Linked DNA regions of Zea mays: all the other regions are linked to region 1. The links are chromatin contacts, called in public Hi-C maps. All regions are on one chromosome and are shown on one strand. Each heading gives the region's core, a stretch centred on a gene start, on an enhancer-like site or on the middle of the called end of the contact. The rest is flanking DNA. Distances are from core to core; before and after follow the strand shown.

The links. A called contact is a pair of places that touch in the nucleus more often than the background predicts.
Region 2: a contact with region 1 is called in a Hi-C map of tassel, with 3 times the contacts expected there. The contact joins the promoter of LOC100502385 here to the promoter of LOC100383473 in region 1. A contact is called at or near these places in 2 of 25 Hi-C or Micro-C datasets (ear and tassel).
Region 3: a Hi-C map of leaf shows a contact between it and region 1, with 4 times the contacts expected there. The contact joins the promoter of LOC100383623 here to the promoter of LOC100383473 in region 1. A contact is called at or near these places in 2 of 25 Hi-C or Micro-C datasets (ear and leaf).

What each region holds. Positions count from the first base shown.
Region 1 is chr10:97,545,943-97,548,642 of Zm-B73-REFERENCE-NAM-5.0, reverse strand. LOC100383473 (putative protein of unknown function (DUF594) domain family protein) reads right to left here and starts at 1,329. Exons shown (of 4, transcript NM_001176121.1): 1 at 1,100-1,329; 2 at 433-588; 3 at 1-159. The coding sequence starts at 157.
Region 2 is chr10:97,674,740-97,677,439 of Zm-B73-REFERENCE-NAM-5.0, reverse strand. It overlaps LOC100502385 (Phosphoglycerate mutase-like protein), which reads left to right and starts at 1,389. Exons shown (of 10, transcript NM_001196863.1): 1 at 1,389-1,496; 2 at 1,574-1,647; 3 at 1,806-1,913; 4 at 2,067-2,146; 5 at 2,442-2,595; 6 at 2,697-2,700. The coding sequence starts at 1,579.
Region 3 is chr10:97,366,288-97,368,987 of Zm-B73-REFERENCE-NAM-5.0, reverse strand. It overlaps LOC100383623, which reads left to right and starts at 1,359. Exons shown (of 4, transcript NM_001366825.1): 1 at 1,359-2,357. The coding sequence starts at 1,612.

The DNA of each region.
Region 1 (2,700 bases), core at 80-2,579:
AGAACGTCAGGGCAGTGGAGTTGCTATGACGGCGGACTCCTCCGAAAACGAGGAGGAATACTTGTAACCCGAAGCTTGCAATGACCAGGATCTGTAGCCCCCATTCATTCCACAGGTTCACTAGCTTTCCAGCCTCAATTACTTCGCTCCTCATCATGTCTACATACAGTAACATGGCAAGGAAACAGCAATATTAGCAACTAGATATGTGTGTCTGTGTCGTGTGCATGGAATGTATGCAAAGGACCGAATGGGCAACAGGATGGACTATATGATCATAAGACATTAATAATGGATGCCGATAGCTTATTGCATGCAAATGAGCTGAGAGGATTAGCTCCAGGGATCATAATCTAACTGGCAATAATATACAGAAGGGCAGGAATGGCAACAAAAAAAGAGAGTAAAGGGGCAAAGAACATAGGTGATTACTTGCGAGGGAGTTAAATTGACCAACTTTCTGACAAGAAGGTTTCCTCCAGCTGCAGCTACGATGAGGGCCATGGCTTCAACCTCCTTTGGTTCGACTTCGATACCTGAAGGCGAGCTTGTCTAGGAAGCAGTTGTTCCATATCGCATCAGTGAGCTCTGTACAGTTGATATGGCGCCATTGTTATACTTGTGCTCATGGAGACATATGCAAAGCAGGGTATAAACGAAGAAGTATTTCTCTTTAAAACGGTTAATTACCATTCCTAAAAAAAGCTAATTACTCCAGAGAAATAAAGCATGATCTGCAATGCTTTGTTATGGATTAGCACATGATGACGAAGGAAAATGAAAAGGGTTGCCGGTTGCATGGAATGGATGTGCCCATTGAACTGCTAAAAAAAGTTAGTACTTGTGCCACCTGAATCGATCCAAGCATGAATAAATCACAGCAGCAAGTCCATTTTTAATTTTGATGCGCCAATTGTACACTGAGTAATTGAGTAAAGCAAGGAAGTTTGTGGTGTGACGGCATGTCAGGTAATGTATAGTACTCATCAATCAGTAATGAACAACCCACAATAGCATTAATTAGCAATCCATTTCAGCATGCGTCCATGAAGGAACCAGAGGAAACGAATCTGCTAATCTAAGTCGGGTGGATGCTCACTCGTTGCTGGGACGTTGGCCAGAGGAGGGATGCCGCTTCGGAAGGCGTCCCGGGTGGGTGATTGCCCTCGCGTCGGACGAGGACGAGAGGGCTCGGTCCGTGGACGGCCTGGGCACCACCTGATCAGCAGCGCCGCCGCCGCTGAACTACCCGATGCGGCACCGGCACCGGCAGCGGACTGAGGGACGATAGAGGGCCTGGGATGGTGGAAGTGGAGGCGGCGACAGAACGAGAAAAGGTGGAGGTGGCAGCTGCACGCGCACAACGGAAACGCCCTTCTTTTTTTTCAACCAATTATTGTTATTGTTGTTGTTATTATATATTTCCTCGATTTTCAATGGTTTGCAAAAACATGAAAGTCTTTTTTTTTGTACTTACTGTACTATTATTCGCCACGTGGTTCTCCCTCTGCCTAGCATTTTATCATCAAACTAGAACCTCCTTCCTGGGCAAGGATGTCAACTTTAACTCTTCGTCCTCTTTTCGACTTCAGATAAATGCAGTTCTCGATGCTTCAAAGTTAATTAAGGATTTCTTTATTATCTACAGAAAATACTTTGTTGAGGATAGAAGCATCACTTCGTGAGATGTGCAAAGAGCGAAGCCTACAAAATCACTTCGATAATAGATATTCGCCTCGACTTAAACTAGCTGTTTAGGCTGCGGCGGCTAGGGCTCTCGAGACTCGTAAAGTAAAAAAAAGCTAAAGTATATGAAGCTCACGATGGTTTGACTTGTAAGCCGAGCTAGATTTTCAAGCTCGTTGGTCTAGTGAACCGAGTCGAGCCGGCTCGTTTCGGCTCGCGAGCTCTCCCAAATTAATCAAACTGTAGAATAATGGTGGACTAGTCATATACCCGTGCATTGCTATGGTATATATATGACATAGGATAAATTCTATTTTAATAAAGCATAAATATTTGTTTTTTATTGATTAGGTGGGTGTGAATGTGAAACCAACAATGTGGGTGTGAATGTGAAACCAACAATCAAGGTTTAAACACTCACTTATACATAATTTCATCTTATTTTTTATATAAACTCTCATATTATAGCTATTATAGTAGTAGAGAAGAAATTAGGTAGACGACGTCGATATAGATGACGAACTCGAAACTAGCGAGGACGTCGGCGACGACGCACTCCACTTGTAAGCGGCAACGCGTGCACACGGCGCGCCACCCTTGGCGGTGCCGGTGGTGTAGCCGAGGAGGCTGGCGGTGGAGAGCGTATGGGGGGTCGTGGCCCTATGTCGCGCGTCTAGTTTGTATCTCTATGTTAGTTTGTATCTCTAAGTCGCGTGTCTAGTTTGTATCCACCAGTCAGATTGCTGAGCAGCATGTTCTATTGAAGAACCTGGCGTTGATAAGGTTGCCATCGCAGGTGACATCGTGTTTGACGGAGTTCTGGCAGAAGCCCTTCCGCGTATGGCACCGCTATCACGTCTTGGTTTTGGAAGATTTTTTACTACTCTTTAAAGATGAGAAATATTAGCAGTTGATGTCTTTGACTTTGCTGCAGCGACACGTATCAATAGAATGGTGGTGCGCATAGTCTCGTGCCAATCAATGGTGGAAGTGGAGGTGGCACCAGCCGCAAGC
Region 2 (2,700 bases), core at 140-2,639, 130 kb before region 1:
CCTATCAAAAACAAAAGAGAGAGAGAGGGGTAATTTTAACCATAAGGACATGTACAATCTAGCTATTATGTAGTGTTTTTTAAGCACTAGATATACCTGAGAAACTCGTTCATATAATCCAGTATATTCAAATATTGTATTTTATTCACTAAACCCTCAAGACATATCTATGGGTGGAAGTGTATCTTAGACTAGAGAATGATGCCAGAGACGTTCCTCCATCAAAATATGTTTCTTGTGTCTTTTTGCACGTATGTCTTTAAATACTCCTTAAAATATGAATAATTTATGTCGGTTATAAATGCCCTAATAATTCTGATAAATCTAAAGTTGCTATGTTATAAAAGGGTGCTTGGTTCTACCAAATTAAACTTTAGTCTTTGTCACATTGAATATTTAAACGACAATTATGAGTATTAAGTATATAGTCTAATTATAAAAATTAATTACATAGATGAATACTAATTTGTGAGAAAAGTTTATTATGTCTATATTAAATATTCATAATTGATATCTAAATATTCGATGTGACACACATAAAACGGAAATCAAACACCCTCTAAAAAATAGAATGTCAAGGATTCATATTTCATACAGTAAAAACCTAGGATTCCTATTTCCCATTAAAAACCTTAGACATGTAGTTTTAGAATAGATCTCAAAGTTTGGGCCAGACCACTTAAAGTTGCATAGACACGACCTGAAAATAAAAGCCCGAAGCAGGATCCGACACGAAAACGGATTGAACCGGCGCGACCTGAATAACCATGTCGTATTGTGCCTCAAACTTAGACACGACGAGGGACATAGCACGACACGATTAGATGAGCCGTGCTTAGATCAGCACGACACGAAGTGAAAACTAATGTTTAAATGGTTATTTACTGCTCCAACAATGTTGATCTCATCATAAAAGTTATATAAAACATTGATACTTATATTTATCGTAATAGTTTTGAGTCACGTGTCTAGTTATATCAATTTATTTTTAAAGGTTCTTTTTCTCGTATGATTTTTTAATGTATAACAAAATTAGAAATATTTAAAGATGTATTTTTAGATACATATAAGTTTTTTACTCGTGTCTTGCTTGTAGCGACACGGCATGAGCATTACCTGTCATGCTTTAAAGCCGAGTTGAATCTAGCTTTTAATATTTGGACACGATATGGTTTAACCCAAAATTATTCAGTGTCGTGTTAACTAAAAAAAGTTAACCTGAAGCATCGGGCCGTACCGGTGTGGCACGGTCGGCAGCCAAGAAAAAAAAGACTTTTTTTTTTGTACAGGCATCAATGCATCCATGCAGATTCCCAAGTGGAGTTGCGGCGGCTGGTTATCATTTATCATCACCTTCGCCTCACACCTTCCGGCCGCCCATTCCGATCCGATCCCCGGCCGGCCACCTACCACCGGTCAGCCCCATCAATCTCTGAGGCAGCGTCAGCCATCACGCCTCCCTCATCGATCTCCCCGCCGCCGCCGCTGCTAATACCGTGCGTCGGTGACTCAATCCTCTTCTCCAATCCTATACTGCTACCCACTTACACCTGATGTTTTGATTTCTTCTCAGAGATAATGGAGGCCGGCGCCGCCGCTGCTGCCACTGCCATCTACCCTCTGCACCGATGCAAAACCATACACCTGGTTCCTACATCTTACCCTGCCTGCCTGATTTGCTCCTCTTCGCATGCATATGCATCCTCTCTCTCTCACACACACACAACAATTTTTTAGCATATATACTGCTACCCACTTGCTGCTTATTTTCGCATGTACATGAACATCACCATCACATTACGCAGGTGAGGCATGCCCAAGGTGTCCACAACGTGGAAGGCGACACGGATCACAGCGCCTACATGAAACCCGACTTCTTCGACGCGAGCATCACTCCCTTGGGCTGGAACCAGGTAAAGCTAGCTACCCTTTCATTTCCTTGGTCCTGCATATAATTAGTTTTGACCAAATTAAAATATCAGCTTCGATGGCTCTATATGATTCTTTTCTCTGCTTCCATGTTTCGTTGGAGAGAGATCTACTTATTAAAATAATGAAAAATACAGGTTGACCTCCTGCGAGAGCATGTGAAGGAATCTGGGCTTGCAGAAAAGATTGAGCTGGTTATTTGTTCTCCTTTGTCGAGGTACAGTCTTGCATGACCTTTTCTGCGTCCTTGCAATGCTTCACAGATGCGGTGGTGTTCTTCACTGCTGCAGTTGTGTGTGTGTGTGTTTTTTTTTAATTTTAATTTATTCCTTCTTAGAAGAAAAGGGACAAAATATCAGCTACTAGGATATGCTTTGAGTACGTTATTGTCAGAACTAGAGCATCCAAGACAACAGAGATGGACCCACCACCCTCTTCTTTGATTGAGAGTGCATTATTGCAGCTGTCGTATGAACTAAAAGGCCCTCCCTATATTTCGCTATGTTCTAAAGGACCATGCAGACTGCAGTGGGAGTTTTTGGTGGCGAAAGCTGCAGTAATGGTGTGAGTGTGCCTCCACTGATGGTGGAGAATGCTGGACGTCCGGCAGTTTCAAGTTTGAACTGCCCACCATTTCTTGCTGTTGAGGCCTGCAGGGAGCGCTTGGTACGTACGAGTACTTCCTTTTTTTTCCATTTTTTGCTGAAGAACACACTTGTAAGGTCTTTTTTTTGGTTTGATCACCATTACCGCGCGCTTCAATGCAGGGTG
Region 3 (2,700 bases), core at 110-2,609, 180 kb after region 1:
CGAGCGATGGCACCGACAAGCGGGGCTAGGCTGGCAGAGACAGATGGGGGGGGGGGACGGGCGCGCGAGCGAGTGAGACGACCCCATCAGGTGGGACCCACCGCGCAGAGAGAGGGGTGGGCGAGCGTGGCGTGAGCGGCCTTTTGCTTTTTCTTTTTCTTTCGAATTCTGTTTTCCTTTTTCTTTTTATTTTCTCTTTTGGATTCAAATTCAAATATGTCATAAATTCAAATTAGAACCCCTCAATCATAAGCATATGCATCTGTTTTGTCTAGGTAGGGCGGCACCGAACCCAAGTCCGTCTCATCAGTTCAGCCTCAACTTTGCGGCTTTGCATCCGACTTTGGACTTTAGAGTGCAGCAAACTATCTGTCTATATATATCATTCGGTTCCCCACCTGCTGCTGAGAGGATTTGTGTATATAACACACATTTTTCTTGATCTCCATTCATACTAATAAAAAAGACCACCGGATTTTTACAAGCAAGGAAGCCGTGTTGTTTCGTCGGTGCAGCCCGACGACGCGGACGTATCGTGTCGTTGCCCCACGCCACCTAAACACGCTAGGAAGAGCTGTCAGAGCATCTCCAAGAGAGGCTCTAAACATGGTCCTATTTTAAATATAGGGCTCAAAACCATAAAACATTCTTCCAACAGCGGCCCTATTTTATAAAATTTCATCAAATGGTTATAGGGCTCGGTCTCTCGGGTCCTAAATATAGTACCCATATACTGGAGCCCTATCCTCATTTCCACTTAATCTCCAACCATTTATTTCCTAATATCATGATTTATTTCCTAAATAGCATTATTTAAGGCCTGACTATTGGAGTAAACATTTCTTTTGAGACCCTAAACATTCTAAATATGGTCCTATTTCAAATTTTAGGACTCTATTTTAGAGTTTGTTGTTGGAGATGCTCTCACACAGTCACACTTGCAACCAGCTGGTCGGATCAGTCTCTCCAATTAAATTCCTTCTAGGTTTCGGTTCTCGCCTTTGCTAGTTGCTACCACCACACAGCAGGCTCCAAGATTCTGACCTGTTTAGATTTTTTGTCTTCCAAATCTGTCACCATGTATGCATTGTACTGTGCTGGCGTCGTTGGTTTCTCGTTGATATACCAAATCAAATAAAGGAATATAATGACCTTATTAATTAACTAGTTGAACAATGGTCAAACCAACGCGTGCAATGACCTTAATTATTTGCTAGCTGTAATAATAACTACTCGCTGGCGCTGGAGGATCTATGAGCTGTGTGACGTCACGCGTCCTCTGCTCTGCAGCTTCTTCTCCTCTTCCTTGCTTGCTTGCTCTTGGTCCACGGCGACCTCCTCTGGCCGAGCAAAGGAAGCAGACCTGTTCCCACTTCCTCGCATCTAAACCCACGTCACCAACCCCGACCGAACCTCCTCCTCTCTCTCTCTCTGCTCCACCTCCGTTCGTCCGACTCCGACCGCAGCCCAACTCCTGCTGACTTCAACATCCATTCCCCCGCCATTCGCGCCAGGATTACTCCATCTCTACTTCTACTACTTGTTGCTGATCCCTCCTCCCCCTCCCACCACCACCCTCCGCCGCCGGACCCTCATCAGCCAACAACAATAATGGCGTCGATCCGCCGGCCGCACTCGCCCGCCAAGCAGCACCTGCTGCGCCACCACCACCCCTTCGCCACGTCCTCCCCGCCCTCCTCGCCGCTCCGCCACTCCTCGACATCCTCCTCCCCACGCACCCACCACCACCTCCACCACCCGCACCCCTTCCTCTTCTTCACGCGCCGCCCGCTCCCGCGCTTCGCCGCCTTCTTCCTCCTCGGCTCCTTCCTCGGCCTCCTCCACTTCCTCTCCCACCTCCCCCACCAGACCCCGCACCTCCGCCCGGCGTCCTCCAGCCCCGCCGTCATCCCACGCCACCAGCTCCCCATCGACCGCCTTAACAACCACCACCACCACCACCACGACGACGACGACGACGAAAGCAACAGCAAGCTGCTCGTCGTCGTCACGCCCACGCGCGCGCGCGCCGCGCAGGCGTACTACCTCAGCCGGCTGGGCCACACGCTGCGCCTCGTCCACCCGCCCCTGCTCTGGCTCGTCGTCGAGGCCGGCGACCCCACGCCCGAGGCCGCCGCCGCGCTGCGGGGGACCACCGTCATGCACCGCTACGTCGGCTGCTGCGACAAGCTCAACGCATCCGCCTCCGCCTCCGACGACGCGCTCCGCTTCCGCCCGCACCAGATGAACGCCGCGCTCGAGCTCCTCGAGAACCACCGCATCGACGCCATTGTCTATTTCGCCGACGAGGAGGGCGTCTACTCCCTCGACCTCTTCAAACGTCTGCGCCAAGTCAGGTACTGCTTCCATTCCTTCCTTCCTTGCTCATCTTCTTCTTCTCCAATCTTCCCCCTCCACAGTCGGCCAGTCACCCCATCACCTGTTGAATTGAAGGTCCCATCTTAATTTGATGATGAATACATTCCTACTAGTGCCAATATTTATGGGTACCTTAATGTTTTGCGGTTGCCCTTATCCAACACGATTGCATTCAGCCTCTGGAATTCTTTCCGATTGCAAAGGGAGTCTGCTGTCTAATTTAGGGTCACCTTTTCCTGTTATATGCTGTCTGAATCGACTGAAAAAACCGGTACCTTTTCTTTGTTTTTTCTATCTGAGGCACAACACAATGAATACTGA